2 separate regions of the Triticum aestivum genome follow, and region 2 is linked to region 1. Evidence: chromatin contacts called from public Hi-C data. All regions are on one chromosome and are shown on one strand. The core of a region is the stretch at or near the end of the contact, and the rest is flanking DNA. Distances in the headings are between cores, read along the strand shown.

Region 1 (5,326 bases), core at 933-3,432:
CAATGTTCCAAAGTGGGTACAACAAAAGCTTCCTTTCTTCCAAACAAAAGATCCAACAGTTTATCCCTATGCAGTGCATTGTCTTCATATTCTAAAGAAGGGAATGCAAAAGCATAATGCCAAACTTCCACAAAAGGAAGGCCTACCCAGACACCTATGAGATACTTTAACAGAATTCTTGAATGACCTCCTTAACAGGACAACCCCCAGCAAACAGCATGGTAAGCAACAAATATAATCCAAAAAAATTGTCTGATGCACACGGTAAAACTAGCAGGAAGAATAATGAATGTTCCGTGCAAGTATATATGACATTCACCTTATATAGGATCGCTCTCCTTGTGCAGGATTCAACTTCCTCATCGAGGTATTCCTGCATTTGAGTGACATGTTACCACTGGAAACGAAAAACATATACAGAAAAACCGGTTTGCACATTATTCAGGCAAGGACAGACAGTGCATCCTCAATTTCTCACCTTCGTATAGTGGGTTTCCAAGTCCACAAGAGCTCTTTGCTCCGGAGTCCTCGCCCTTAAGAACCGGAACGCGAGAGATAGCATCTGTGCATCTACCTGAAAAATTGACAGCATATCTGTCAGCACTGGCAAAGTTGCTCATCTCAAACAAAGTAACCCCTTGGCCTGTTTTCAGGTCCTCGGAACTCCCCAGATGAATAAGCAGGTTGCAACATCACAGTACCTTGGGGAAACACTCCATCCCGCCGCCGGTGACGTTGAGCAACGCCAGCGAGGACAGCCGGTGAGGCGCCATCGCTGCGAGCTTGCAGGAGATCATCGCGCCCATGGAGTGGCCGAAGACGTGGGCTTTCTTCCACCCCAGATGGTCCATCAAGGCCAGCGCGTCCCTCGCCATGATCGCCGTCCTGCCAGAGAAGAGAAGGTCGTTCATTCACACGGTCAGTACGGAGAACCATCGGCCGTTTGACTTTTCAACGCGTTTCATGGAGGAAGATTAGCCGCCCTCTGTTTCTTCCTCTCAGCCGCACGCGTGGTACTAGTACTATTGTTTTCTCATGGATGAAAGCAATCGCGACAGCAGGGAGGATGAATCGAATCGAGTAAAACGTGCATTTATTCTCGCCGAAAGCTACAATCTTCCTTGCAGATCTCGAGAGACCAACAATGTCGTCTACCAAACCCTGCCCGCCGATGATTGAAACCGACGGAAATTTGGATCTAGGAGACGACGGGAGAGAGAGAGAGACTCACGAGTAGTAGGATTTGTGCGGGGGGATGCTGCTGCGGCCGACGCCGCGGTTGTCGAAGCAGCAGACCTCGATGCCCTCGCCGACGTCCTCCTCCTCCGGCGCCGTCGCCGTCGCCGGCGCGGCGGCCTCCTCGTCCGTCCTCGCGGCGGGCTCGGGCACGTCGCCGCCGTCCGCCGGCTCCATGGACCCGGTCAGCCCCCTTATCTGCGGGCCCCACGAGTCGTGCGTCCCCGCCAGACCTGAAGCGAAGAACCATTTCTCAGAGAAGAGTTCCTCCGAACCAGAAAAAGGATTGAATTTTTCCACTGTATCGAATTGGCCGGGGGGCGGCGTGCTTACCGATGACGAGGAGCACCTTGGTGGCGCCGCGGCCGTAGCGGCGGTAGAAGAGGCGGACGCCCTCCCACTTGTCGCCGGCCTGGTACCGGTCCACCTCGCAGTAAGGCATTGCTTCGCCGGCCGCCTCTCCTCGCCTCTCGCCGCCACCGGGATCGATCGCCTGGCTCCTCTCCCTCTCTCTGCCAGGGATTTATGGATTTATTTAGCTTCTCGTTACTGGGGAACAGAACAGGTGGGTCGGGCTGGGTTGCCGAATCGGGGGCCGAATCGGATTTAAAACGAGGGGGAAACGGAGTGGAGCTCGGGAAGGAAAGGGCGGGCGATTTATAGCCGCCCGCGAGCCGGAGTCGTCCAGGCGGGCGGAGTCGGGGCCGCGAGGGAAACGGGTGTGGAGGAGGAGACGGATTCGCTGTGCCGGAACACGTGGATGGATGGATACGACCTGCGCGGCGCGCCGGCGGGGACACGTCGGCGGGTGGTGTCGCCGTCTGCTGAGTCAAAGGGGACGCGCTCGCTCGCGGCGGGAAGATGGGAGTGTGGGGTTGAGGTCCACGATTTTTGGGTGGCGATTCTTTTTGTGAGCGTGCTGGTAGTGGTTTGATCGGCGGCAGAGAGAGAGAGAGAGAGTTGCGCTGTGCTATTTGTTTTGTTTTTGTGGGTGGACGAACTTGTGGGTGGATAAAGCCGCCGCGACGACGATGATGATCGATCGATGGGGAAGCGGCGGTGGATTGTCTGGTTGTGCTGTGCGATTCCATAATAAAGATAAGAGAAGATGGTACTCCCTCCGTTCCATAATATAATGTGTATGCATTTTTCAAACTTAAATCTTAAAAAACGCGAGCGCACTATATCGTGAAATGGAGAGTAGTATATAAAGACATGTGAATAAACTCCTATACAAAGAACAGGGTGTGGATGCAAAGGTCCCGTATTGATAGGCTTAAGGAGATGGCCGAAACGCTAAATTTGTTTCACTTTGGCGCATTTTGGCGTGCACGAAAAAAACAGAATTAGAATGCTATTTGAAGATATGCATGGAAATATTTTTAATGATGAAAAAGAAACAGCTCCAGCATCCACGGATAGTATTGTAATAACTTTCTTTTACAAGAAGTATTGGCAGCTGGTTCGCGATAGTGTGGTGCATGAAGTGTTACACATGTTTTGTGGCGGCTATATCCGGGAAGGATGGAATGACACCATCATGGTCCTTATCCCAAAGGTGAAGAACCCTCGGAGTCCAAAAGACCTACACCCAATTAGCCTTTGCAATATTATGTGCAAACTTGTTCCAACAGCATTGCAAGCCGGTTGAAGTGCATCTCGGGGGAGATCATTTTGGGTAACCAAAGCGCCTTTGCTCCGGATAGGCTTATCTCTAATAATACAATATTGGCTTATGAAATGTTACATTTTCTAAAGAGGGGAACTGAAAGTGCTAGTTATCGACCAGAGAGGGGGTGAATAGGCGGTTTTTATGATTGTCTTCGAAACAGGCAATGTCTTCAAAGACGTGGAAGCAAAACAATAACTAAGCAGGGCGCAACGGAAGATAAACTACGGTACACATGCTGACATAACAACACAATTGATGTGAGAAGTGAATGCAGACAACAAACTAGGTAGCAGAGAACAATATTAACATTTAATGTGAAGACAAAGATGTAATCAAGGGATTGTCTTACACAATGACTTCAAACAGAATGAGCAAGCGAAGCCTTCACAATACAAAACACTAAGTGAGGAAGTGAAGTGATAGTTGCCCAGAGAAAACAAGTGATTTGTTGGACTAGTTCCAGATGCTGTAACAGTTGTACGTCTGGTTAGGGATGCTAAGATTAAACTCAGAAGAGCATGTCTTCAACTTATTTTCCTTGAGCTAAGGTCACCGTAGACCTCACCCAATCACTCAAGTAAGTCTTCAAAGGTAGACTTCTAAACCTTCACAAACTTTGTTCATCGGTAATCCACAATGGCTTTTGGATGCTCAGAACGCGACGCCTAACCGACTGAAAGATCATAGTCTTCAAGTGTAACATGTCTTCAGTTCACGCAAAACAGAATGTCTTCAGTGATGCTTAATCACTTTGGGCTCTGGGTGTTTGGGTTTTTCTGACAGAAAATTTCTCTCAAAGGCTTCGGAGGTGGGTTGCTCTCAAACGACAAAAGTCGTGCAATAGATCAAAGCAACCACCAACTTATGATGGAGGGGTGGGCTATTTGTAACCAGTAGGCAACCCAACATGATATGACCGAACCGACCTTGGGTCAGTGGCCAACCGACACGTGTCCAACAGTCAGATTTAAAACATACGCGGCAGCTTGGCTTGGACTACAAGCAAAACTGACTCATCCAACTCTGGAGGAGATTTTCTCTCATTATTTTCACACGGAAGATATAGGTTTCTGGTTGAGCAATTACTTCAACAACTGTCTTTGTTTCACCTCGACCCCACTTAATAGTGCGATGGTTCCTATGACTCAGTAAAAAGAAAATGAAACCTACAAAGAAGCTAACTCTTTGCATTCCATTATCTTCACAGGCAACCATTGGCTTCAATGTCTTCAGACATTTTTAGGGGTCGTCTACGACAGTTAAACCGAATCTCCAGGGACTTCTACCTGTGTTATCCTGTGAATGTCACAAACACATTAGTCCCTCAACAAGATTTGTCGTCAATACTTCAAAACCAACAAAGGGGTGGCACTAGATGCACTTACAATCTCTCCCTTTTTGGTGATTGATGACAATCTAGTTGAAGTTTTCAACGAGGTTATAAATATGCGAAGGTAAGGACATGGAGATTATGATTTCATGATATAGAGAGAACTCCCCCTGAAGATGTGCATATGAAGATTTTGCTTTGAAGGCAAATGCACATGATAGGTTTTGATTGTGGAGAACTCCCCCTATATCATGGAATCCAATCATAGTGCATAGCAGATAGTTTGAAGATAATGAAATGCACAATGACATATGGGAATCTGCAGAATGACTTCACGCGCATAAGATCAAATTTAAGCAGCGCGACCAAAGTAGCAAATGTAGCCGACGTCCATCAAGACTTAAGTTTACAACCCAAAACATCAAATGAACAGAACGGGAGTTGCAAACTTAACAAAACATAGACAACCCAGTCCAATATGCCAGCTTGAAGACTATCAACCCGTATACTTCTCCCCCATGTCATCAAATGACCAAAAAGGGTTGAAGACACAGAGCGTCTAAACTTTTTCGGGAGGTGGTGAAGGTCTTGGTGCAGCCGGGTCGATGTTGTTGATGGGCGGAGCAGAAGGGCCTGACGCTGAATCTTGACGCAGTGCAGGAGAAACTGGTGAGGTAACATCATCTTCATCATCAATAACATGTGCATGAACTGTAGGAGCGGATGAAGAGTAGTCATAGGCTTCATTGGATGGCGTCTCACACCATTTAGCATTGGCAGGCAGTGTGGAGCAGAACTTGAATATTTTAGTGAAGCCATCAACTTCAAGATCATCTTCAGAGCACAGCAACGTGAGGCTCTTACAAGCTTGGCGACAGGCTTCATGAGCAACAAAAGCATTCTTGGTTGACAAGTTACGAATGCGATTGATGTCAGTTAGAAGAATTAGCGTTAGACATTGAGGAAGTGGATTTTTTTCTCTTTCGAGGGATTAGCGTTAGAAATATCCAGAGAGTAATAAGAATTTTAGTGAAACCGAGCAAAAATCACTACTAAAACAACACAAATTCTCAAGCCATCAATGTCCA
Region 2 (5,479 bases), core at 1,621-4,120, 410 kb after region 1:
AAACAGGTAGTTATAAACCAATATTAAAAAGGTATAAAATGGCACTTTCTATTCGTTCCAACTTCCGATTTCCATCAGAGTGGCACATATCAGGTCATACAGGAAATTAACTTAATGGGTACAGAAATATACTACTCAGTACAACTCAGTACACATAGCATTTCCAACTTCCGAGTTCTATTTGTTTTGAGTTCCTCTCAAATGTGCACATAGCATTCAGTACAACTCAATGGGTACAGAAATATTACAAGCATCAGGTTCTTTTATATAAGACAAAGTACAAGTCAATCCAATCCACATATTTATAAAGATACAAAGTTGTGATATTGATATAGTAGTTGCATTTGAATCTGAAAACTATGTATTAATTTATATCTTATGGGAATTATATAGGCTGGTATTTCCTGTTGTAACAAAAGCTAGTCACATAATAGCATTCACTCAGCGTCATTCTATATGTCACTTTTTAAAAAGCTACCATCACCACCAAACGAGTCACTGAAAGAAGATAGCTTAGTCTAAGCTAAATAAAATACCAAACAGAAGGCCTTGTATCAATTTTCACTTACCTTTCCTAATACACCACCCCGATCTCAGAAGTCGTACTCGAACAAATTTTCTTTGTATTGGCGCAAGAGAGTGTTCACATTCCTGCCAGGATAAACTAATTAAACAAGGCAATCAGGTAATTCTGCAATAGCAATGTCATTCTCGTTCAGACTGCATATGGGGCAACTCAAGCGTAAACTGAGTGACAGCCTTTTCTTTTAGAATGGCAGCTCAACTTTACTTCAAGTGACTAATGTTTTCTGGTTCAATTTCATTCAGGTGAGTTTTTTTTCAACATCAGTTGATACAATTTTTTGTTTTTTTGGTTTCAAGTGATTTTATGTTTATTTGGTTCAACCTTAGTTCAAGTGACTTTATATTTTTGTTTGTTCAACATTAGTTCGAGTGATTTCATGTTTATTTGGTTCAACCTTAGTTCTAGTGATTGTAATTTTTTGGTTCAACCTTGGTTCATGTGATTGTATTTTTTTTGTTAAACCTTAGTTCAAGAGATTTTATGTTATCTACAATGGGCATAACATTATCGCTATAATATGTACGTATGCAGTCACGTCACTGAATTTTCAAGCATAAGAGTTGAATCTTGAATTTCAGGTTAGAATAGAACATTTTAGATGTAACTGTGGCTCCATCAACTTCATTCTGTAATTTACTGCAGGAACATTGCTACCATTCTAGGTGACACAGGACGAGCTAATATTTTCATTTCGGGTGAAAACTGAACCCTTCATGATTAGGATAACTGTACATGAATGTACGTGTAGTGAGTAAATTACTGCATCCGTACAAAAACCAAGAATAGCACAACTGCAGATAAATCGATATCTAATGAAAAGATGTCATATATATCACTGATGCACAGTTGTGTGAAACTGCAAATGAATAGTTTGTGCAAGAGGCAGAGAGGGTGAGGGAGATGTGACTAACCTTGACCAAGCAATAGAAAGAGTTCTCATCTGATGCCCAAACTCGCCATGCCAATATGTACTCTCTTGGTGTTAAAAGAGGGAACTTCTTAACTGTTCGCCCTATCTCAATTCCGCTATTTTCATCACACTGCAGCTGCTCATGCTTTATCACGGTGTTATCCCACTCCATTCTGTACTCATTATCCATGTAAAAGTCCCTCAAAAGCTCTGCTGAGCATCCCTCATAAGTTGTCACACTAAGATATCTAGGTGTGCCATCCTGCATTTGAGAAGAATTACGATAGATAAATAAAATTCGTAAGCTAGACTCTGCACCCAATCATGGCAAACTCTTGTTCAGAATCCAGAAACAACCCATAGGCCCTATGAAATTCCATTTTATCAATAATTAGTGATTAACTCTTGCGAGCATTATGAGTTCTAACTAATTGCAAAGCCTTAATTTCACACCTCAATTTCATGTAAAAGAAAACAGATACAGTTCCAATTCATCGGGGGAAAAGCATAACAATTATTCAAAAAATTGTTTGCAGCCATCATTGAGAATTTTACTAGTGGTCAGGTGGTGGCCGACTACCAGAGTCGATGGGTCGAGTGAAATGTTAATCCTTGTCCGACTAAACCCCTGAATTAATCACAACGAGCCCGTGCTATGATGTATGTGCTACAAATCTTAACATGCTTCTATCTAGCCTAGTATCTCTAGGCTGAACCCAAGAACAATAGCCAAACTCTGGCACATATTTATCTGTAAGATGAGAATGAATACAAATCAATGAGTAACAGGGCAGCGCTGGTACCGCGGTCCTCTCGCACCACGCCTTGTAGGAGACGGCGTCGTTCCCCTTGGCGATGACGGGATCCCAGCCCTCGAGCTCCGGCTGGCGGGCGCCGACCCCCAGGCTGCCCACCAGCTGCCTCAGATCGTCCTCCGTCACGAGGCCCTCCACCCTGCGCTCCACAAAACACAAACACCCCCATCCGATCAAATCAACCGCACGAATTGAACCAAGGGGCAGGGGAGGGGGTATCTGACCGACCCTGAGCCGGAGCTGGACCCGGACCCGGAGGACGGGGAGGGGGAGGCGGGCGCCGCGGGGGCATCCTCCTGCTGCCGGGCAAGGCGTGCGCGCCCCCGGCGGCGGCGGCGGACGAGGAGGACGGAGAGGTGGGCGACGAGGAGCAGGAGGAGCGCGGCGGCGGTGGCCCAGCCGCTGGCCCCGCGCGCCGCGGGGCGCCAGAGCTCGGCGGCGCCGAGGAGGGCCTCCAGCGGCGGCATGGGATGGGATGGGTGGCGCGCGCGCGCTCGGGTCGGTCCGCGGCCTTGGGGTTCCCCTCCCCTGCCTTGTTCCTTCCGTGATGGGGGAGAAAGCGAGGAGGCTAAAAGGAGAAAAATAAAAATAGTCGGAGGAAAATAGGGGAAAAGGGTGAGGCGGGCGGCCCTGCTCGGACGGTCGCCGCAAGTTTTGTGATGGGCTGGGTTTATGCCCTTTTTTTCCTGGGTTCAGACCTTGAGTGTAGTGGCTCACAATGAACTTGGAGTGGGTTACAAGAAATGGGCCACATGAATCTCCTCTTTTTCTCACTGGATGAGTGTGATATGGTTGAATCTTGGTGATGGCCTTGGATAAGATGCACGGCATGGTCCCGCTGGATGTATCCTCTCATATTATTATTTATTAACTGGCTTTATGAATTATAGGAGAAGAGAAGATAATTACAGGAGAAGATTTTGGCACAGAGCGGAGTTTTATTTCGCTACTAGTAAGATCACAGCGCCTCTTGTTTTCATATGCGGTGTTTGCTTCGAATTGTTAGTGCGGGGTACACAATTGATCATAGGATAGCATTCTCATATGGTGTAAATGTTTATAATAAGTTAATAACATTGAGAATATACAACATAATTCTTTTGATTAACATAAACCCCCCCCCCCTCTGATTTTCATTAGGAGAAACCAACGGGTTCATAGAGACTACTAAAAGAAAAAGGGAAAAGAAGCCCTAAAGGCAGCGATATCCCTAGACCAACTGAACAAATGAGCAACATAGCACAATACCTGCCAACGACAAAGTATCATTGCAACGACGCAACTTAAAGCATAAACGTTTTCAGGAACAAGCAAACCGGTTTTATGACTTCCAAAAGAATAGACAATATAGATGTAAATGCTTTGTTTAGATAATGAATGCACATGTTCATTGAAGAACTCCATTCCGATATGGTGTATATATGTTGTCTCGATGGCCATGCAAATATGATACCATGTAACTACATTTACCCTTTTTTAGAGAAAGTTGAATATGGCGAGGTTGAAGCAGTTGGATTTCTGTGTTTCTACTCTTTCGATTGTAGTTCTTTGATTTAGTTTACACATAGGATTTCAAAATCCTAGAGGGGAACTTACTACCCAGAGGATACATGTCATCAAAGAGATTTTTTTAAAGCTAGGACTAATTATTACCTCGAATGATAGTAATCTTAGGTAACAACATCACTCCAGGTAATGCTATTTGGATGTTTAGTTGTGCACACATTATAATATCGTGTATGTATGTTAGGATGGCAAATGGCATGCTTTAGAATTTTGATATTCTGCACCACATATTTGCGCAAGAAGATATATACATCATAGTCTCGTGCATCTGCCGACTCATGGAACCTATGTTGCACCCCACAGAGCCCAGATGGTGGAGCAGAGTTTGCTTTTCGGATTATGAGGGAGCAAAGTTAGTGGCATTCCATGATGAAGCATGAGACAAAGCTTGGATGTCTAGGCAGGCCTCATCATAGAGCCGAATCAGAGGCGCTAGCTTGGTGACTTGCTTTACCTTGTATAGGTAGCTTACCTTGTCATGTGGGATTGTGTGTTGTGTCACATAGTTGCATGTTTAGAGAACTAACTTTATCATATTTATCCCTAACCTTGTAAATAAAAGCTGAAAACCCATAGTTGGTTATTCCCATTTCCTCCCCTAGTTGACATCTTTGATCCTTTCAGTACGCCCCAACCATCCGTCCTACCACAACATGGCAATATCATGTATGCCTTGAGACCTTTGCTCCAACTTTTATCAGAGGAATGATATTTGGTCCGATGGAGCTTCCTTGTGCGAAGCGGTAGACCGAGGTACATGCAAGAAAATAATCGTTGACAAGCGAGAGTGGGGTGTTCAAATCAATTTTTGCTATAGAGGTTTCCGTGCTTTCTAATCGAGAATTTGAAAGCAATATTAATATACTCCCTCCGTTCCTAAATATAAGACCTTTAGAGATTCCACTATAGACTATATACGGAGCAAAATGAATAAATCTGCACTCTAAAGTATGTCTATATATATCTGTATGCTGGATTTTTTTTCTATTTTGGGCCAAGCCCAATAGCAGTTTCAGAAATTCCTAATAAATCCTAGAGGTCCACGCAGCCCATTCGTGCAAGGCAAGAGGTGGAACTAAAGTTTAGTCCCACATTGCTAGCTTAGAGGGAGTTGGATCTCTTTATAAGGGAGGCTCTTTCTCCACATGTATGAGGATGAGAACAAGAGGAACATCCGCGCGCGCTCCTCCTCCGCCGCCCGCCGCGCCGCGGGTTGCGGGAATGAGCCGAGCCGATGTCTAAATTTTTGCCACGCACAACGGGTATACGAAAGGTCACGCAGAAGCTGAAACGTTTTGCTGTAGTGGAGATTGAATACGAACGGCGCACCTCTTCACCTGCTGCCTGTTCGTTTCGTCTCCCTCGTTCTCTTCAGCTCTCAGCGCAGCCTCTCGCCTCCTTCTCTTGCGCCTATAAAAGGGAGGTCGCTCCTCTCAGAGAGACGCAACACAACCTCTTCTTCCTCTCGCCACAAGTTCCTGAGCACTGCGCTGCTGCTACGTTCTTCCCCATCCCGGCTTGCGGTGTGCACCGCAGGTCGGGACAGTAGGCCTCCGAAATCGCACCTCTTTAAATCCTCTACGGGAGAAGGGTGATAAGGTT

Evidence for each region. A called contact is a pair of places that touch in the nucleus more often than the background predicts.
Region 2: a Hi-C map of leaf shows a contact between it and region 1, with 2.1 times the contacts expected there. The contact joins the promoter of LOC123182840 here to the promoter of LOC123182834 in region 1. A contact is called at or near these places in 2 of 5 Hi-C or Micro-C datasets (both in leaf) and 1 of 1 datasets of contacts at active chromatin or transcription factors (leaf).

Annotation. Positions count from the first base shown.
Region 1 is chr1D:450,540,912-450,546,237 of IWGSC CS RefSeq v2.1, forward strand. LOC123182834 (putative aminoacrylate hydrolase RutD) reads right to left here and starts at 2,183. Exons shown (of 10, transcript XM_044595504.1): 1 at 1,570-2,183; 2 at 1,232-1,469; 3 at 702-885; 4 at 479-574; 5 at 320-373. The coding sequence starts at 1,678.
Region 2 is chr1D:450,948,023-450,953,501 of IWGSC CS RefSeq v2.1, forward strand. It overlaps LOC123182840, which reads right to left and starts at 2,871. Exons shown (of 6, transcript XM_044595512.1): 1 at 2,540-2,871; 2 at 2,300-2,450; 3 at 1,498-1,758; 4 at 570-651. The coding sequence starts at 2,778.